Linked DNA regions of Mus musculus: region 2 is linked to region 1. Evidence: chromatin contacts called from public Hi-C data. All regions are on one chromosome and are shown on one strand. The core of a region is the stretch at or near the end of the contact, and the rest is flanking DNA. Distances in the headings are between cores, read along the strand shown. Region 1 overlaps Ccdc141 (coiled-coil domain containing 141). Region 2 overlaps Sestd1 (SEC14 and spectrin domains 1).

What was found. A called contact is a pair of places that touch in the nucleus more often than the background predicts.
Region 2: a contact with region 1 is called in a Hi-C map of cortical neurons, with 3 times the contacts expected there. The contact joins two enhancer-like sites. A contact is called at or near these places in 1 of 39 promoter capture datasets (hippocampal neurons), 9 of 484 Hi-C or Micro-C datasets (cortical neurons, embryonic fibroblasts, embryonic stem cells and 3 more), 2 of 115 datasets of contacts at active chromatin or transcription factors (both in embryonic stem cells) and 3 of 9 other capture datasets (embryonic stem cells, liver and pancreatic islet).

What each region holds. Positions count from the first base shown.
Region 1 is chr2:77,054,882-77,058,639 of GRCm38.p6, reverse strand. It overlaps Ccdc141 (coiled-coil domain containing 141), which reads left to right. Exons shown (of 24, transcript NM_001025576.3): 10 at 628-747. Among named protein-coding and RNA genes, the nearest start is that of Gm39862, 14 kb to the left of the region's middle. Within about 2 kb of position 1,984, at least 16 of the 459 cell types and tissues checked have an H3K27ac peak or open chromatin away from gene starts, as enhancers often do. A contact at or near this core is called in cortical neurons, where this site is marked.
Region 2 is chr2:77,266,698-77,270,455 of GRCm38.p6, reverse strand. The region is part of intron 1 of Sestd1 (SEC14 and spectrin domains 1); the gene reads left to right. Among named protein-coding and RNA genes, the nearest start is that of Sestd1, 12 kb to the left of the region's middle. Within about 2 kb of position 1,720, at least 126 of the 459 cell types and tissues checked have an H3K27ac peak or open chromatin away from gene starts, as enhancers often do. A contact at or near this core is called in cortical neurons, where this site is marked.

The DNA of each region.
Region 1 (3,758 bases), core at 735-3,234:
CTGACTTAGCTGTGGAGGGTGTGCATTCTATAGAAAGCAAGGGATGAAGGAAATAACTCGAGTGGAATGAAGCCCTTCCAGGGTCACCTAGGTCACTGGTTCTTGTGAACCAAAGATCAAATCACAATTCCCTCAATTCATCAGTGAAATGATTCAAGTAGGTCCCTGCTTTCACTATCGTCTGGACAGGGCATTTCCCAGAGCTCCCCAGCTTTAAATACAACTGTCTGTAGGGTAGTCTAACACCTCCGTTTGGAATGCTTGCTTACTTGTGCCAGCAAATTGGTCTCATTCAACATACAGATGAATTCATCTCTGCTAACATGTTAGCAAGTATATTATCATCCTCTGTGGGCAATATAGAAAAGCTCTTCATGGGTATGCAGGGATGATAGCTTGTAGTCATTGCTGTCAGTGAAAGACTATATTTATAGCTTATCAGTATGGCATCATATGAAGATCAGCATTATCAAAATATGAAATTCTTCAAAATTTAAAGCTATTTTATACAAAAATGATATACATTTAAAATACAATGGTGATGTATGGAACAATATTTCCTTATATGTACACTCCTTTATATAAGTATATATTTTTAAGACTACAATATATTCTCTATTCCCTAAGGTGGAAATGTCAATTCAGGAAATCAGGCCCATTCTTGCTACCACATTGGATGTTGCTTCCAGCCCTTCTGAATCAGAGAAGATTTTAAATAAATATCTGGAATTGGATATCCAAGTCAAGGTAAATGAAAGTTATTTCTAGGACCATAATGTTGAAAATAATTATTTAAAAACAATTTCCAAAGATATGGCATTTAGTTCCAGCTCCCTTAAGAGCTGCAATTATAGCCGGGCGGTAGTGGAGGATGCCTTTAATACCAGCACTTGGGAGGCAGAGGCAAGTGGATTTCTGAGTTTGAGGCCAACCTGGTTTACAAAGTGAGTTCCAGGACAGCCAGGGCTATATAGGGCTAACCCTGTCTCGAAAAACCAAAAAAAAAAAAAAAGAGCTGTAATTATAAGTTAATACAGATAATGACATGAAAATCACATACACTGTTATGTGTGTCTAAGTTGTGTGTATTTTTTTGTGTCCATTTATTAGCATATTTATTGCAACTGTAGGCAACTGTAGTTTTCAGATTCTTAGCTGGCATTGGTTCTCTGCCTGAGAACAGACTCGTGTTAGCAACACTTTCGAGGTGCCAGACTAGGCAGGAAAGCACTCCTCTAAGATTGTGACTTCTTACAAGAATTTCACAATAAAATCACACAGAATTTCCAGAAACAACATGCGTCATCTGCAATCTTTAATAAGGCAAATCTAAACTTGCTTCACCTCCATATTCAGACACTGAGTGCCCGCCCCAAGTGTGGCTCTGCCTTGGATTTAGAGACTCCTGCCAGGCCGGAGCTTCTCACACTTCCTAAGGCTGTGGCCCCTTAACACAGTTCTTCATGTGGTGGTGACCCCCAACCATAAAACTGTAATTTTGCTGTTATGAATCATAATGTAAATTATATGCAAGTTATCTGTTTGGTGACCCCCCAAGGGGGTTGCACCCCACAGGTTGAGAACCTCTGCCCTAGAGGTTCCAAATCTACACTGTCTGCCTGCCCTGTAGAATTTTAAAGTGAGTGCCTCCCCCGCACCCCACTCACCTGCATCAGCAAGAAAAACCCCATTTCTCCTGGTTTCCACAGAAGACCCTCACTCAAAACAGCCCCCTCCCTGTGGATAGGCACACTGGTTTTTTTTTTTTTCTTTCCTCCTTATTAGAATAGGATTTAGAAACATCTTCATTTAAAATGCCTAAGCCTTGTCTGAAGGCATTCTCTGTTTAGAATTTAGAAGCATGAGAGAGAACTCAGGGGGAGAAATCCCTTGCTCCTCGTTTTTCTGCAGTGTGTTGTCACGAAGCAGGACTGGCAAATTGCAGCTCAGTGCAGTCAGTGGGGTTCCTGGCAAGCATGTTAACACAATGGGGAAGATGTCCCTTGTGCTGCAAGTGAGAGCACAAACATTTTAATTCTGCTTCATTCCTCCCTTGTTCTCGGGAAGTTTTGCAGGGATTTCTTTCTGTGGCTCTTAGTCATGTATCACTCAGTGATGACGATGCACTCTGAGAACCGGGCCGTTGCACGATTTGGCTGGTGTTGTGTGAGCATCACAGTGTGCACTTAACACAGACGTAGGCAGTCGCCAGACATTGTTCCTTGATGCCGTAGAGAAATGTAAACACCGTGTATGAAGCTGCTGCCAGCTCAAGCAGGTCTCCTCCCTTAAAGTACATTTCTCCTATGTGTAGAAGAATCCTCCAACAATAAAAATAGTGATAGCAAATATATGAACCAGTAACACAGTTAATTAGGAAGCATTATGTGCTGCACATAATTATATATGCTGTACTTTTATATGGCCGGCAATAATAATTTTGTTTATACACCGTTGGAATAGACATGCAGGTAATGTATTAAAAGGGATCAGAAAGACCAGCTCTCCCTAAGGGCAATTAACTAGGAGTTAAGCACTGTTAAATATTATTAAGAATGCTAATGCTATGACAGGTCTTTATTGTAAGCACCTTTTAGTGTTTACTTTCCCCACAAATAAGCTAAGCTGCTGGGAACCTGGCCAGTTTGAGCTTTTGATTGACAGCTGTCAGATTCTTCTTTGTATCCCATTACCTTGAATGGGGGCTGTTAGCTTAATAATCCCTCTTACTGGCTACTGGCTAAACTGTCATAGTGGGATCTTGGCTTTGAGCACTTCATGGATGCCTTAAAGAAGCTAGACTTGGGTACAAGGAGTACAGCGATCAGGACTGTGGCTGAGGCCATAGGCTTCAGCTTCTGGGGGCCTTGCTCTAGACCAGGGATCTCAACCCGTGGGTCATAGCCCCATTGGGAGGAAGAGTAGGGCTCAGCCTCAACCCAAACCTTGAGAGGCTGGACCTACAGGAGGCTTGTCAGTGGTGCTTTTAAAGAGCTTGTGATTGAGACAGTAGGGAAGTTCACATATCCAGGCTGTCACTGAGAGAGAGATTCAAAACGTAAGCACCAGCATGCCATGTCCCCTCTCTACCTGTGCAAGCAGGTTGTTTGTCTGAGGAGTCCCTCTCCTTCATGATATCCCTCTGTGTTTTAACAGTAGGACCCAAGAAGTTCCTCTCCTGAATGATATCTTAGTTTACTTGTGGTCTGTATCGTGGGTAGAGCAGGCTGAACTGAATTGTATAATGGTCAGGTAAGACCCCTGGGGCTTCCGACACTGGTGGCAGAGGCAACAGCAGTGGCAAAGAAGTAGCAGAACTGAAGAGTGAGTGTCAGAGGGTGCCCGGGAGCTGAGAGCCTGATGTCTGGAGCTAAGGCCTGCATAGCAACACCAATGGCAGAATCCTAGGGTAGCTAAGAAAAGTCTGAGAAGCCAAGAGACAGGGAAGCTCTAAAAGCTGGAGCTGAGAGTTCAAGCATTGTAAGCTAGGCTTGCTAGGAGCTTTCAAGAGTTCTACCATGGACCGAGGAGCCCAGAGTCCCAGCACAACACATCTCAGGAGCCGTAAACTGCTTACTGGGTCTTGATTCTCTATGTCCCCGGGGCATTATGCGTCTACCTTAAGCACCAGAACAAAAGGTCTTCAGCTTTGGACAGAGCCAAGGAAGGGCTGGAGATGGCTTTCAGATTCAAGTGCCTTTTTTCCCTTCCTTTTTGGAATTCTGAAAGTTACACCTTTCTTTGATTGAGGAAATTCT
Region 2 (3,758 bases), core at 471-2,970, 210 kb before region 1:
CTGAGGTGAGGAGTAACTTGGGAAAGACTAAAATACTGTAGCTGTAGGACATACCCGTTGAGCATTTGAATTCCATATTGCTGACTCCTGAACTGGCAAGCATGGTGACTGGGGATGCTTAGAGATTTAAGGGTGTGGCCCTGCTGCTTTTGCAGCTTTGTAATTGACCAAGGAGGCTGCCAGGAAGAGGGCTGGAAGAACAGTTTGTGGTTATATAAAGTAAAGCTCAAAACACATCAGTTTGACATAGTTTATAACATGCAGATTTATTATTTTGCATAATAATTAGGCATGAAATGAAAGTTCTTTGTATATATAACCACGATTAGGAGTAATAGCGACTTGTAGAAGTTCTCCTTCTCCATTGAGTTCTCCAGCTGGTACCACCCTTGCCAGTCGGCACTTGCGTCTGATGCCTTCTACTGTTGAGTAGCATCCTTCCGTAGCATCCTCAGTAACTGCCTTCTGCCCAGCCGTGCTCCATTGCTTTCCTCCCCTTCTTCTCACTGCTTAAACAAGAGCAGAGTCTGTTTTCCCAGCTTGCTGCAGTTTGGGTGTCTTTGCTTTTGTCTTCTTCAGCCCTGGGCATGCTGGGCAAAAGCTTGGCTGTAACATGTCCATCAAAGGCCCGTGTGTCAGGAGCCGAGCCCAGCATGGTGCTGTTGAGGGGAAGTGGGACCTTGAGCACTACGGTCTAGTGGTGGGTCCTTTGGGTCACTGGAGGCAAATCCCTCCCAAAGGAGTCTGGGGGACATTCTGTGTCGGCCTGGTGTCTGAGATAGGATCTCTGCTTGCCTGCCATACCTACTAGCTCACCCTCTGTGCTCACAAGTAGCGGGGTCCAGTAGAGGACAACCTCCAACCCTAGCCAGAGTAGCCTTGTCTCTCGACAAGTGGGCGCCTGTGCTGTTAGAGTGAGGGGAAGGCGCTTAGTTCTCAGCTGGCTGGGATTAACAGGAGAAGTCCTTTGCTCTTTCTGAAATCTGTCTCTTGTGTTGGAGCATCTGTGAGGTAAAACCAGCACATCACGTGTGCTGCCTCCTACTTAACTCTTACAAGATGGACACCCCAGCACCCAGGAACACATTACCTGCGCTTAGAGCTGATAGAAGAGTCGGTACAAATGTGACCACCATGCTGAGGAGAGGAAAGGGATGTTGAATCAGGACGGGAAGTAAACACTTCAGTGGAATCCGAGTCTGGTTTGAAGCCTCAGGGGCTCAGCCAGATGGAAGCAGACCTGTTTCCTTCATCAGACCCAGCTGAACCCAAAAGCCAGAATTTCTCTTAGTTGCCTTAAAATACAGTTCAGTCAGTCCTACTTAATCAGAAAGGACAGACTCCTGGGACTGGAGATATCATCTACACAGATGCCCTGGAGCACTTAGTAGCCCGGAGTGAGCTTTATGGTGGCTGAGAAGACAGGTGCAGATTTTACTAATGTGGGTGGGGCTCGTCTTGTCTTTATCCAGACAAGAGCTCTGTGCTATATACCTCCCCTGTGGGAAAGGCGGCAAAGCTCTTTCAGGATCTGGGTTTATAACAAGAAGGAAGGCACTGCCAGTGCTTTGTAATTTAGGATTTGTATCCCACTTACATCTAAATACTTGAGAACTACCAGGCTAGAAACTGGGCGGTAGGCTGTGGTAGGCCCTGGGGCAGCTGACTTACGCAGATGAGCAAAAAACTTGGATTCTGTTCTGCATACACAGTTTCTATTACAGTGTCCTTTGAGTGAGGCTGTTTTTGTACCTTGGAACTATTCAAGCCCAGCAGTTACTCATATCTTAGTGTGAGTCATCCAAGCAGATATTTGTTTTTTTTTTTCCTAATACTTCCTTAAGATCAGATATTTTAGAAAAAAGAATGTTGGTAGGAGAGAAACTTGTATGATTTACATCTGTTTTGTTTGTTCAGGCTGCTATTTATATCTAGTTTGTTTGTTCAGCATGTATTCTGGGGCTGTTGTAAGCAATAGTGATGAAGTTCTGACACTTGTAAAGGCAGGAAAGTCTGAAATCAGTGTCATGTTTGATGTCTGGTGTGATTCATAGATGGCATCTTCTTGTGGCCTTTCGTGAAGGAGGGCAGGAGGGCCCTTTTTGGCATCTCTTTTGTGGTACTGGGTCTTAGATGCAAGGTCAGATACTCTCCATCTGTGCCCCTGGTCCTCTTTGCATTTAAAAACATGAGATAGCCTTAGTAAGTGGCCTAGACTAGCCTTGAGCTCACTTTGTAGCCCAAGTAGGCCTTGAACTTGAGGTCCTCTGTTGTTTTCTTGATGGCTGTGGCTAGAGTGTAGATCACAGTGTCATAGGATTTAGACATCTCTCTCAGCAGGGTGCTGGTCCTGTCCTCATGAGCTGAGCTAGTCATTACAAGTGGCCCATTGCCTCAGAGGTCACATGGAGGGTTAGGACTTTTGAGGAGACACAGCACTCAATGCACAGCATATCGACTCGTGCATGGCACTTCAGTTGCTTTGGTGACATTTGATCACAGAGCATAGACTGCTGGAGGGAAGCATTGGTGACACCCCCCCCCCCCATATATGGTCATCACTAGGTCACGTGATTCAATGATTCACGTCATAGATGAACTGAGATGGCAGTGCTGAGGACTGAACTCAGGGCCTTGGGTATACAAATATGTGTTCTGCCACCTAACTACAGCCCAACACCAGAGTAAACTTAAAACAAACAAATAAGCAAAACACCAACATGTGTTTTATCCCATTCAACTATAAACAGTATCTACTTAACCAGTAAGAAATGTGCTCAGTGGAATTTGTTAATGGGAGCCCAATTCTTATACATAAGCTCAGAGTTGGATCAAGACCAACTTCCACCATCAAGGTTATCCCACAAATTTCACCTTTGTCCCTTTCCTTAGGTCACCATCTTCCTGCAGGTTATTTAGAAACTGCTCCTTAGTTTTGAAATACTTGAACATTTATTTCCCTTTCATTGTTGTTACTGTTGTTTCTGATTTCTAGCTTGGTTTCATTGTAATCAGAGAAGACATTTAGCCTGATCTTTTGTTTCAAGTTTACTGGAGCTTGCCTGGGGTCATCTTGGGGTGTGGTCCATGGATATTTTGAAAGACAGGTACATTCTACTATTTAATACATTGTTCCATAAATGTTGATTAGGAATTGTGGCTTGATGGAGAGCTGTTGGGTTCTTTATTGTTGATTTTCTGTTTTATGAACTTTTAAGCGACTAGGACAGGGTGACAGGGATGGGGGGAGGTGGAAGGGGAAAGGGAGAGGAGGTGAGAGGTGGAGGAAGTGGAGTCAGGGGAGAGGAGAGGAAGAAATGGAGGGAAGCTAGCTGCCTGCTGAGTCTCCAGGTGTCTGTTGGTGACCTTTTCAGTCCTGTTTTTGCTCCATGGTTTCCAGTTTTGCTGTTAAATATATGCTGTATCTTCATGAATTAGCGCTCTTTAAGTAATTTGCTTCTCTGTCTGATATTTTCTTCACTCTGGAGTCAACTTTATGTATTATTAGAGGTCATTCTGTATTCTTTTGGTTACTATTTTTTTAATTTACATTTTTAAAAAATTCTTTTATTTTCAACCTGCCTCTGTAGTTACTCTGTAGTGAGCTTATGTTGGCATAGATGGTGTGTGCCTGAGGTACAGAGTAAGTTCAGGGCTGGCTTAGCTATTGTCTTAAAACTAAAAAGAAGAAATGAGAAGAATGAGGCTATGGGTCAGTGGGAGAGTGATTGCCTAGTGTGCTTGAGGCTCTGAGCTCC